2 separate regions of the Mus musculus genome follow, and region 2 is linked to region 1. Evidence: chromatin contacts called from public Hi-C data. All regions are on one chromosome and are shown on one strand. The core of a region is the stretch at or near the end of the contact, and the rest is flanking DNA. Distances in the headings are between cores, read along the strand shown. Region 1 overlaps Plekhg1 (pleckstrin homology domain containing, family G (with RhoGef domain) member 1). Region 2 overlaps Plekhg1 (pleckstrin homology domain containing, family G (with RhoGef domain) member 1).

Evidence for each region. Hi-C and Micro-C count contacts between places; a contact is called where the count stands out from the background.
Region 2: a Hi-C map of uterus shows a contact between it and region 1. The contact joins two enhancer-like sites. A contact is called at or near these places in 3 of 484 Hi-C or Micro-C datasets (Sertoli cells, nephron progenitors and uterus), 1 of 115 datasets of contacts at active chromatin or transcription factors (neural progenitor cells) and 2 of 9 other capture datasets (adipose tissue and liver).

The regions. Positions count from the first base shown.
Region 1 is chr10:3,806,988-3,813,042 of GRCm38.p6, reverse strand. All of the region lies in intron 2 of Plekhg1 (pleckstrin homology domain containing, family G (with RhoGef domain) member 1), which reads right to left. Among named protein-coding and RNA genes, the nearest start is that of Gm30164, 50 kb to the right of the region's middle. Within about 2 kb of position 1,977, at least 19 of the 459 cell types and tissues checked have an H3K27ac peak or open chromatin away from gene starts, as enhancers often do. A contact at or near this core is called in uterus, where this site is marked.
Region 2 is chr10:3,895,149-3,901,712 of GRCm38.p6, reverse strand. The region is part of intron 3 of Plekhg1 (pleckstrin homology domain containing, family G (with RhoGef domain) member 1); the gene reads right to left. Among named protein-coding and RNA genes, the nearest start is that of Mthfd1l, 75 kb to the left of the region's middle. Within about 2 kb of position 3,467, at least 12 of the 459 cell types and tissues checked have an H3K27ac peak or open chromatin away from gene starts, as enhancers often do. A contact at or near this core is called in uterus, where this site is marked.

The DNA of each region.
Region 1 (6,055 bases), core at 728-3,227:
TGCAATATTTCAGGTATGCCATGATTAAAGAGTCCTAATTTGTTCAAGGACATGCTACACATAGCTTTACTATACTCCAAAATGGTTTGCAAGTGACTTTTTGGAAAATAACCGTGGCTCACGCGGCAGATCAGCTGCACCTCCTAGGTGGTATGCAAGCACAGGGTTTCAGTGACTGCCTCCCAGTTTCCCTGCAAATCTTCAAGATGACTATGCAACTGTTTTCCAAATGTTTGCATTTTTCAAAATTTATTATCTGTTTATTCACTCATGTACTTATGTGTGGGTGCAGGCATACACGTGCTACAGCTCACATTTAGGAGTCAAAGACAACTCTTGGGAGTTGGTTCTCTCCTGCCACCTGGCGGGACCTGGGAATTGAACTCGGGCCTTCTCGGTCTGCAGCACCTCTTCCGGCTGAACCATTCCACCCTGAAGTTTATTCATCTATACTCTAAGACTTGCTCTACAAAAAGCACCCAGTCCGCTGAGGTCTCTACTCAAGGAATTCACATATCACGAGGAGGGTGTCCTTTCTACAGATGGGGGAAAGGGTTTCCCTTTCCTCTGTGACCCCAATAAGCAAGGAAGCTGTTCCCCAGGGAGGGGCTCCTTGAAGGATCTTGCAGCACAGTTCATTTTAGCAATGTTAAGCCTGGCAGATCAAGAGGGCTTCTATTCTCCTCAGGCAAATATTTCAACAAATAACCTTTCCTATACAGACAAAATATTTTTAAGTTAATAAAAAGTATTTTGTTTAGAAATAGACTTTGGAAAAATCCGTAGGCTTCAGAAAGGAACTAACATGACGGCATGTGCCCTAGATTTTTATTGCAAATCCCCACATTGATTAAGAGAGAACCGTGTTAGAATTATAAAGGTTGGAATTTTAAACATTGACTATGGATGTGAGGGTCCTAAGCAAAGCCAGGGACCCTATCATGAACAACACTACTGTTTTTGTTTAACAAAGACAAGTACACCTTTGCAGGGGTGCATGTTTTCAGACCAGGTTCTCCACCAGGCTCTTCAAAAGGGTTCTGTTAGCAAGGGAGGGAAGAAAACCTTTCTAGATGAGAGGCAAAAATAGAGCCATGGAAGTTCACTTGAAGCAAAAATTGAGTCCTAGAAGATACAAATGGTGAAAAGGCAGCATGTTATCTAATTAAGAGTGGCTCTGAGAACACACGGCTCCAAACAGAGCCATATTTGATGGTTACCGGGACCCTAAAAGATTGCTGGCTCAGAAACACTGGATGCAGTTGCTGGAGCCTTATATTTGCTCTGCTGTATGAAGGATGAAGAACGAGAAATCTGGGCTAATCACACTGTGGATGGGCATCATTTTAGAAAGTCCCTGCACTGAAAACTAGATTATCATTTTCTTATGAATACAAATGAACATTAATAAAAAAGATATACCCCCAATTTTTAAAAAAAATTGTTTTACAGAAGCCCTAAAATTCAGACGAATGTTGGTATGAAAGCCATTCATAATCAGCAACTTTACATCCAAGTTTTACAGCTATTTTACCTCTGATGGTCTTGGGCCAGCTGGTATTTAAAAATACATTTTATGTGTTAGGAACAGTTACATAGAAGACCCTGGGCTGTGTGCTCTGCCAAGGGCCTCACTCTGTCATCCAGTGGTCTGAGCCCATTAGGACAGGAAGGGAAGGGCCACTCAGAGGCATTTCAAGAAAGATTTATAGGCTCTTAAGGGACAGGCGATGACAACACATGATTAAAATTGCTAAGTGAATCCTTCAGAGGTGAAGTGATCTAGCACCTTAGAGATAAAATCAGGCCAGAGCAACTAAAACTTGAAGGAAACTGACCAAGTCTGAAAGGCAGGATAAAGTCTAATCCTGCTGCTGGTCTACTGCTCCTACTGAAGCTTGCCAAGGCCACGTCCTCCCCACAGCAGGCCCCAGCACGTGCTCCCTCTCCCCTGCTGCAGCTTGGAAAGGCAAGTTCATTATCAGGCTCTTGGGAATGTGGGTGGCCAATCATCGGTCTGAGGCGTCCCTATGAGTTAGAGAGGCAGATTCAGGTCCAGCTGTATCCAGACCGGCCTGTGTTCCTGGCACAATAGTACAACTCCCCACCCCCAGCCTCCCCACACACGGAGGAAGCACCAGTGGTGCAAAGGAGGAGATTATGATAAGAAAGCATGACTCCAAGCTGGTCTGGACGATACAGTACAACCCTGTCTCAAAAATAAAAGAACATGTTGGACAAGTAACAAGAGCTTGTTGTGAATTTCAGACCAGATTTGAATCTTCTGCACTGCACTTAGGATATAGCAGGGGTGGAAGACAGAAGGGCCGAGGGATGTGTGAGTTCCAGACACCAGAGAGAAGTGGAAACCGTGTCTACCATGGATGTGTGTAGCATTGTGGTCTGCCTATGATGTGCCACTTCAGAGCAGAGACAAGGATGCTGCACTTGGAGTTGGACTTGGTATTTATTTCCCATTCAAACTGAAGATGAAGGACGCTGGGGGTGTTTGTTAGTGGTAGAGCACTTGTTTAGAGTATATTATTCCTGAATTCTATCCCTAGTACACAACACACACACACACACACACACACACGTTCTCTCTTCCTCTCTCTCTTTCTCACATATATACACACACACACATATATACACATTCACTCACACTCTCAGGCACACACACACTCACACACACACTCTTCATGTCTACAATCACATACACTTACACACACACAGTCATACACACATACACACATTCACACACTCACACACAGTCACTCTTCTTTTGATTTTATACTGTTTACAAAAATTTCCTCTACCCTGTAATCATTCAATAATGGGTGTAATTGTGCAAGTCCAAAAGGCTCAGATCAGATAACACAAACAGCATGTAGCTTGCAGTAAATGGTTAAATGCTCATTTTATCTTTTATGAAGGCAGTGGAAATGGGAACTGGAGGAGGAGGAGGAAGAAGAGGAGGAGGAGGAGGAGGAGGAGGAGGAGGAGGAGGAGGAGGAGGAGGAGGTAAATCTAGTAAGATCTGGTGCAAATGCTGGTCCTGAGGGCATGGAGAATGAAGGCTCCCATTTGCCTTGAATAATGAGGCTATGCAAAATATCTTCACTTCCTCCAACAGGGAAGTGGGGGAGTGAGGCGGTTGGAAGAAGACATGATCCCAGAAGGTTCTGGGAGATCTCCAGTGAAAAATACCCAGAAAAAGGGATTAGAAATGAACCCCGGGGATTAGGGAGAAAGGGGGAAACTCGATGAAACTCGATGAAACACGATGTGGTGAAGGTTTGGCTAAGAAGTGGTAGCTCTGATATTCCATCCCTGAGAACTTGGGATATGATGACTAAACTCCACTCCCCTCTGAATGACTATGCCTCCTAAATCAAAGGCATACGTATGAAGTTACAACACTGGATGAAAACAGATCCCGAATTTTGAAGAAACAAAGAATATTAAAAGAATATAGTTGACTTAATTCGGGGCTTGAGATCAATTGCAATCCTGTGTTTTTTGAACTTCGACCACAATGACAGCTGGGCTGTCTAGTTTTAACTCTACAAAGGCCTTATCAACCACTTAACTTTCCTACAGCATAGAGTTTTCCGTATCACGCATTGCCCAGGAAACTCGTGATGGTGATAGGAATAAGTCACAGATTACTAAAAGCTCATGCCCGCCCTGTGGACACTGGACGTGGGGGGTAGAGGGGAGGGTGGGGATGGGGCGTGGGGGCGTGGCTAGGTTCAGGAATGATAAGAGAAAGGGGCATAGCAGAGGAGCCAAAACCATGGGACTTGATTCCCAAAAGCAACGTCTAGTGATCTTGTTTTATTGCTTTCTAAAGTATCTGAATCTGGCCAATGGCTTCCACAACGTTTTTTTCAAATATAACAGCTAATTGGTGGAGGCCTGGATTTGTTTGTTATCCGACTCTCCAGCTGTGGAGAGCCACTCTGGTTCCAGTGGATGCATCTGGTTCTTTTGACATGAGGGTGATAACTTCTCCATGCCTATTAGCGTGGCTACTCATCAAGGCCCTAAGCAGGTCTATGCAAGGTCACATTGGTTACCGGTGTCAAAAAAAAGGAAATCTCCTTATGGTTCGCCACCACTCCATGCAGAACTGCCCATGACACTCTCTCAGGCTTTCTAAGCCTTGTATCTGGGTAAAACAAATAAGTAGCACACTAAGTTTCACTCAGAACGTAGCTTCGTAGTGCATTAAGACAAAAGAAGTGAAAAGAAGAAAATTCAGTTTACTAATACAAGGAGAGCCATAAATGGCTCTTTCTGACTTGAGAGATAAGACAGAGAAGGACCTTAGTGTCAGGAATGAGAATAAAGCAATTCTGATTTAGTCGATAGCTCCAGGCCAGACCAACAGAACGCTGCTTCATTTCCAAGGATATAAGTACATTCATGAGTAAGCAACTCAGGCATGAGGAGTGGTCAGGTCCCTGTCTTACACCACTGATGTTAAAGTTTAATTTAGCCTCCTCTTCTGATTGACTTCTAATTTCCTTTATCACACACTGCTTCCTGGACAGGTCATGCAAGTGCTCCCTTTCCAGATTCACTCTCTAACTTCGCCATGGATGGAAAACATCATTCTTGTCTTGGGATCTTTCTCATATTTAACTCAGTGTTTAGTATAAAGAAGGAATTTATGATTGTAAAATCAGGTCACTTACAACACGGGATCCATAACAACTCAGGCCAAGTAATTTTACGCCATCTCTACCTATGAGCTGAAGAAGAAATCATTTGGGCTCTGTAAAATGGCATCAGATTTGGAGGAACTTCAGTTGCAAGAGGACACTCTCATAGACTCTGAGATGGCTGAATGCCACCCTTCACAGCTGCGGAAGCTAGTGGTTTAGCTAAATGTTTCCAGATGCCCCCCACATTTTACATGTGTTGCATGAAGTCAGTCTTAGGCAAAAAGGTAACCCTCCATCATTGGTTGTCCAGTAGAGAGTAAATGGAGCTAGCTGCTGGGTAGAGCACTGCCAGCCAAATATCCATTCCCTACAGTGACCTTGCTTTGATTCAGCTCAATTTCTTTCCGGAGCACATTTCTGGGTCTGTTTGGAGCCTGACCTTGACTTGTAACAAGCAAACCAGTTCCTCAGAGCAGCATAGAAATGGGTTAAAAAGGAGGAGCTGCGGGGGAGAAGTGCCTGGACCGAGGAACTGTGAGCTGCTGTACCTATATAACACCTCTTTGTTTAGCACAAGCAGTTCAAAGCAGCATGGTAGAGAGGGTAGAAAAGGGGATTGACTTTAACATACACTTCACTTACTTGACCACGAAACTATAAATTTCCTGCCCTTTCCTCCATCCTGACTTCCCCCAAAATCTATCACCAGAATTGCTGATTCTCAAAGCCAGGGAGAGGGGGAGGTGTTAGCATTCCTTCCCCCAAGGATATCCCCCTCATGAGAAGACAAGTGTTTTGTTTTTGGTGTTACTGGGATTCGAACCCAGGGCCTTGTACATGCCAGCCATGTGGTCTACCACTAAGCCACACCATAAAGTCCCAAGCACGTAAGCAATATTTCTAGTGAACAACTCCTCCCCAAGTCCAATGATAAGTATAAGACAGATGCTGCAAAGGATAGACATGGACAACATGAAGGATAAGTGCTCCAAGCAAAGTTATAGTTCAACAGAAAGGGGAATGTTAAACTTAAGTGTCCATTTTAAACTTACATTTTGTTCTCATGAAGAACATTCAGTAGCCTCCTTGCACCCATCCCTAGGCATCCATGAAAGGTCTACAACGGGGCAGGCTGTACCCCAGCTTCTGCATGCAAAGTTCCTACAAATACACGTTAAAGAAAAACAGATGCCCACTCTGTAGGTAAAGTAAAAAATGGACACTTTTTCTGAATGATGTAACTCCATTGGATTTTTTTATAGTTACTACATTTAGTCTGCATAATACTTTTAATATTGATATATTTTAAGAAATCCTCATTAACAGTGCTGTCAGGTCAGGCCAAGAGAAAGTTGGAAGATTTCGCACTGCAAGAGATTGAAGGA
Region 2 (6,564 bases), core at 2,218-4,717, 87 kb before region 1:
CAGCCAGCCAACCAACCAAACAAACAAAAAACCCGCCCCTCCCTGAGCGGAATGGGTCAGTGGGTAACGGCCCTTATTATCCAGCCTGATGACCTGAGTTTCCTGCCCAGAACCCTGGTGCCGCACGGCAGGAGAGAACCAACTCGCACTGGTTTTCCTCTGACCTCCATGCTCAGGCATGGCATACAGTCATCTTCCAATAGATGCCAAACAAAAGGAATTTATGTTTCTGTTAAAATTACACATGGGACATAAAAATGGTCTAATGACTACCATCAAATATAAACATTTGATAGTAGCTTAGTATGTCAATAGATATTTAGAGTTCTTTGTTATTTTTATATTTGTGCATGTGTCTGTATGTGTGTGCGCACACACATAAGTGTCCAAGGAAGCAGGATGTATCTGATCCCCCTAGAGCTATAGTTACAAACAGCTGTGAACTGCTCGACTTGGGCACTGGAAACTGAACTTGGGTCCTCTGGAAGAGCAGTAAATGGTCTTAACCACTGAGACACCTTTCCAGACCCTAATTAGACATTCTAAGGGGCATTTTGCATGAAAACTAAAAGTAAACTAGAGAATGTGGCCCCTGCCAACACATCAAGCTGAGAGTACAGTTGGGTTGGGGTCTGGGTTGCTAGACTCACATGACTAGCTGCTGCAGGCTGTGAATGAGAAACCCAGGCAAAAGCCTTAAAAAGCTTCATCTGGGGTTACAGATAAAGCCTCTCCCCCCGACCCCTGCTCCCCATCAGATCTCTAAAGGAAAGTGCTTTGAAACCCTGAGAGTCCATGGCAGAGACCCTGTATTTTAAAAGTTGCTTGCTTTTCTTGTTGAGAAAATAGGCCACTAGGAGTCCACATTTTTGTAGGTCACTCTAGATAACAGATCAAAGTTTAATGGCCACAACTGGTTCCCCGCTCTGACCATAATTAAGTCTTTTAAATAGGGGACGTTAACCCTGAACCAGTTACTGGAAACTACTGTAGCATGTGCTGCCTTGGCAGCTGTAATCATCCGCAGCCAAAATGAGAGGCTGGAAACTCGGCCTAATAACAGCTCCGTCTCAGCCGAAATGACGGAGTGGGCACATCAGTGAGCCCTCTGAGAGCCCGTCGTCACACTGCCTAGTAATTTCACTGGCTTCATGTCAGCACCTATGGCCATTACGCGGCTCACAACCAATCCACAGAAGATGTCTGCATGGGAAAGAATTCTAGGCTAAGAAGGCATTCACTCTATATCAGGTGGGAGTAAACTGACAGAGACCCTCAGAAAGAGAGCTTTCTCCCACTCGGCTTTCCTACTGCAATTGTAAATGTGCTTTGGAGTGTCTAGTTTTTAAGTAGTTTATGTCCCTAAGGTTGTCTTCACTGGATGGCTTGTATGTGACCCGTCTTATTCTGGCTTTTTATTTGAAAATATCAAAGTAGAGTCTAACTTAGTGCCCAGTCGAGGTGTGGCAGTGGACAGAAGACAGTTTAAACACTGTTTTGGACCCTACAATAATGTAAGGACAGAACCTGAAGGTAACCAGGTTGACACCTTAATAATAAGTTTGACTATTTTGGTTCTATTAATAAATTTGTTTTTATAATTGATATGTATTTTATGTATTTACCATCTAGAGACTGCCATACCCGGCGATCCATCCCATAATCAGCTTCCAAACGCTGATACCATTGCATACACCAGCAAGATTTTGCTGAAAGGACCCTGATATAGCTCTCTCTTGTGAGACTATGCTGGGGCCTAGCAAACACAGAAGTGGATGCTCACAGTCAGCTATTGGATGGGTCACACGGCCCCCAATGGAGGAGCTAAAGAAAGTACCCAAGGAGCTAAAGGGATCTGCAACCCTATAGGTGGAACAAAATTATGAACTAACCAGTACCCCGGAGCTCTTGACTCTAGCTGCATATGTATCAAAAGATGGCCTAGTCAGCTATCACTGGAAAGAGAGGCCCATTGGACACGCAAACTTTATATGCCCCAGTACAGGGGAACGCCAGGGCCAAAAAGTGGGAGTGGGTGGGTAGGGCAGTGGGGAGGGGGGAGGGTATGGGGGACTTTTGGGATAGCATTGGAAATGTAAATGAGAAAAATACCTAATTAAAAAATATATAAAAGAAAGATAGAAAACTAGAAAAAAATTAAAATTATTTAAAATTTTTATTTTTTAAAGATTTTTTAAAAAAGATTTATTTATTTATTATGTATAAGAGTACACTGTAGTTGTGAGCCTTTACGTGGTTCTTGGGAATTGAATTTAGGACCTCTGCTAGCTCTAGTCAGCCTTGCTCACTCTGGCCCAAAGATTTATTAATTATTATAAGTAAGTACACTGTAGCTGTCTTCAGACACACCAGAAAAGGGCATCATATCCCATTACAGGTGGTTGTGAGCCACCATGTGATTGCTGGGATTTGAACTCAGGACCTTTGGAAAAGCAGTCCTCTTACCCACTGAACCATCTCGCCAACCCATTGGTATTATTATTATTACTATTATTATTATTTTATGTGCATGAATACTTTGCCTGCATGTATGTCTGTGCACCATGAGCTTCCATGATTCCTCAGAAATCAAAAGAGGGTGTCTGACCTTCACTGGACCTGTGCTTATAGGCAGGTGTGAGTTTCCACACGAGTACCAGGAACAGAACCATACCTCTAACCACAGAACTAGCATACCTTTATTCTTTCCCATTTCATTATTTTACAAAAACAATAATGAGTAACAAACTATAAAATGGTATGCATGCACACACACGCACACACACACACACACACACACACACACACACACACACACGTGAAGCAGTTAAAGAAATCTTGGTCTAGATAATCATGCTGCAAAGACACAAAAGGATACTACAGCTCTACAGAGCTCACTGGGACAATTTCTACAAGGTGCTTGAAGGAGCTTAGCCAGTGGCTCCTCCATCCTCTCTCTTCTTTGAGATCATGTTTAAAATGTTAGAACCTGGTTAACATGGCACTAGAGACAAACCACAATGAAGAACAGGCAGTTATTTACATGAAATGTAGCTATGGTGCCTCCTTATGTTTAAATCCATCTTATCCTGCACTCTCTTTAGCTTGGAGATACAAAGGAAACTGGAAACGTCTTTCCTAATTGTCTTGCTTGTATTTCAAGCTCCTACACAGTGGACTTCTATAGTGTTTTTGTGTTCAGCCTCTTCTGTTAGCACTTTGTACCCTGGTCTTTGAATAGAGTGCCTATAGTTTCCCCTTTTCTTGATGGTGGTGGTGGTCTTTTATTTTGGAGAGAGCATCTCCTCCATTTCACAGAAGCCACCACCTGGTACTGTGTTAGGATGCCAGTGACACCAGAATGACCTACATTGATATATTGATTTACAGTGTAGAAGCACACTCCCTTCCACTCAGCTAGTCCTTCCTCCTGTTTTTTCCGAGGGCGTTAAGAGTAGGTGCCAAGTTCTATTTTACAAGCTAGTTGTTTACAAGCTGAATCACACAGGATCCCTTCCTGCAAGGAGCTGCCTCCTTGGCTAGCTGAAACGACAAGTATCAACAAACAGGTCCATGTACATTTCTGGCTAAAAGACCAATACATGATCAGGAGAGAAGGACCCACATATTCAGTACAGAAGGATCACAGGCAAAGGCAGAGGTGGTCCATTCCAGGAACGGATTGTAGCCCTTGGCAGGAGAGAAGATCTTTTTAAAGAGAGACACTTGTGCTACCCTACTGAAAAACAATGGACTCCAAAGGAAAACATTTGTACTGCAATTCCACACTGGGCATGGGGGAGAGGAGAAAGGCTTTGATATTAGCCAGAAGAGGAACTTGTCTCCCAAGAGGGCATCACCCAAAAGCTGGATCAATGACGGGCAGAGACAAACCTTGATCAGGATCATACACACACACACACACACACACACACACACACACACACACACACATGTATGTATGTATGTATGTATGTATGTATGTATGTGGATATATGTGAAGATACATATTTATGAGGATATATAGTGATGTATATTATATATATATATAAGCCATACCTCTAAAACTCCCTGCTGCAAAGCAACTTCCATCAGGCAGCAGTACAGAGGAGCCCTAACTTTTTCTTTTTTGTAACTTTTCCCTTTCCTTTCCCCCATTTCTTTTTCTTTTGGATGCTTGCCCGAAGTCTAAGCATGCTCTCCCAGACACTCTGGCCTTTCCCACCTGCCCTCTGAAGCTCCCACTGCTGCCCTCTCTCTGACACACACACATCTGGCTTCTGCCAGGCCCCTGCCTGTTGACTTCCATTGCACAGATTGCTGGCCTAACTCAAATGGCATGCCTCTCTTCCTCTTCTCTGTCTCCATTTCCCTGGCAGCTGTTGAGATTTACAGCTTGCCTGTTCTGTTTTTCTCCCAACCGCTAATAATATTGTCCTAGAGCTTCCTTCCAAGTCTATTTCTAAGTTCTTTTATTAACAAAACTATCCAGACTACAATCCAAAAGAGGCCACTCCTAATTCCCTAGCAACAGTAGTAGCAACCAGAGGATGCAATGAGATAAATACTCTAGCATTAGTACCAAAAAGGCAACCATAGGGAGTTTGGTTAGACCAGAGTAGCTACATATGGGAGCACGCTACCTGAACCTGAAAGCAGTGGAGGGAGGGACATTTAACAAGTGAGGAGGGGGAGGGGAGGGAGGGCGTCCGAGAGAGGTGTGCTTGGATCACCTGGTCTAGTAATTGCAGGCCTCCAGAGGAGGAAGCCTGGGATCCCCTCCCTTTTTCCACATTTTGTCACTGAGGAGGAATGAGCAGTTCTTCAGCTCCCTACAGGGCACTTTACTGTCCACTGGGCTAGCAGGTGGGTTGAAAGGCACTGAGTACACAGGACCCTTGGCTTCCTCTTTTGTTGGGTCATATCAGGGAGGCAGCTGAGCTATGGGCCTAGGCACCCACCATCTTCTATCTTCCCTTTTAGTTTTTTTCCAGGTATTGGACCTGCAGAGGCCAAAGTAGGTAGTTTTAGACTTTTTTGACAGGCTGGACACGTCTCCAAACCAAGACGACCTTTCTCTAACATCTCTGAAGATTTGTGGTGAGAGGAACAATGCCTATTTTGACCTGTCACATGCAGATAGTAGGGTTTTGCATAGCTCCGGCTTGTAGTCTGTCCCTATCAGGGGCCAAGCTCTGAGTAGGGCTTCTGTTTTGTAGTCACTGTCCTCTGTATAGCATGCCGGGGAATGGCTATGCCTGCTAAGACTGGCTTAGAATCCCAGGCCTCTGACTGAATCCCTACTTGGTCACCTTAGCATTCTGTCCCTAAGGGGATGGACCAGAAGGCAGCATTAGCCTGAGGATAAAGATAACACACAAACATTGGACCTGTTAAGATTGTGGTGACTTAGGGACATCTCTGAGGAATCACCAGGAAGGAGTGACCCATGAATAGTTGGCCAAGGGAGTTCTGGCCCATCTATGAAGAGTTGAGGTCCATCTTAATTACACTCTATTGACAGAAAGCAGGAGCCAATGCTTATCCTGTGTTTCAGATTCAATGAGCACAGCAAGTGCCTGTTCATGAGAAGGTGGGATCCCAGGGCCAGCACACCTTAACCTCAGTAGACCAGCAGCCTACACTGGCAGGAAAGAACAACTCAGGAGTCTTCTTACCTGGAGGAGCATCTAACATCTCCGGCAAATAGAGGCTTAGCAAGGAGTGTTGGGGATGCAAGACTTTGGGTAGTGGCGAATACAGTGTCTACCCCATGGAGATCAGGCCCTGGGCAAAGGTGAGGAAGAGGCGATTGCGTGGACTGTAAGGGTCTGAAAGTCCAGAGCCAGCCATGATACTTCTTACTTTCCCCTGAAACAATCTTAGGAACGTTGGGTAGGGATGGATGTCTAACCCTAACACTAGAAGGGCTTATTGATCGATTTGGAAGAAGGGTAGTAGATTGGGGGAAGATCGAAAGGTTTTGCTAGATAAGAAGGGGTGTATGAGCAGGAGGGTGTGTGGAGAGATGGATGTGTCCACCCATCATCATCTGTCACCTTTGCATCCACAGCTGGGCTCTTGACACAGGAGGAAGCAGGAAAAAGAAGCTTGAAACTTTAAGATGCCATCCAATAACTTTATTATAATGCATTCAGTAAAGGCTTAGAGGTACGTGCTATGCTTTATGTCTTGTGTACAGGGTTAGGAAAATGTTCAGAAATGACAATACTATCCCTATCTCTGTAGGTTCTACACACACACACACACACACACACACACACACACACACACAGAGACAGAGAGAGAGACAGAGACTTAAAATGTAAGTCACAGCATGGTAATTTGAGTGGGGTAAGAATTATTTACAAAGAGCTTTGAGCCATTTTCAAAGTATATAAACTTTTAATCTTTCCTTCAAATACACCACTGAAATCTTATAGTGAAAAATCCCTGTGGTGGTTGGAAAGCTCTAATATTCAGGCTGATGTCTGTCTCTCTTTGCTCAACGCTTCTGTGGGAGGAGGACACTGTTAAAATACTGGGAGCTGAGACCCTGTACAG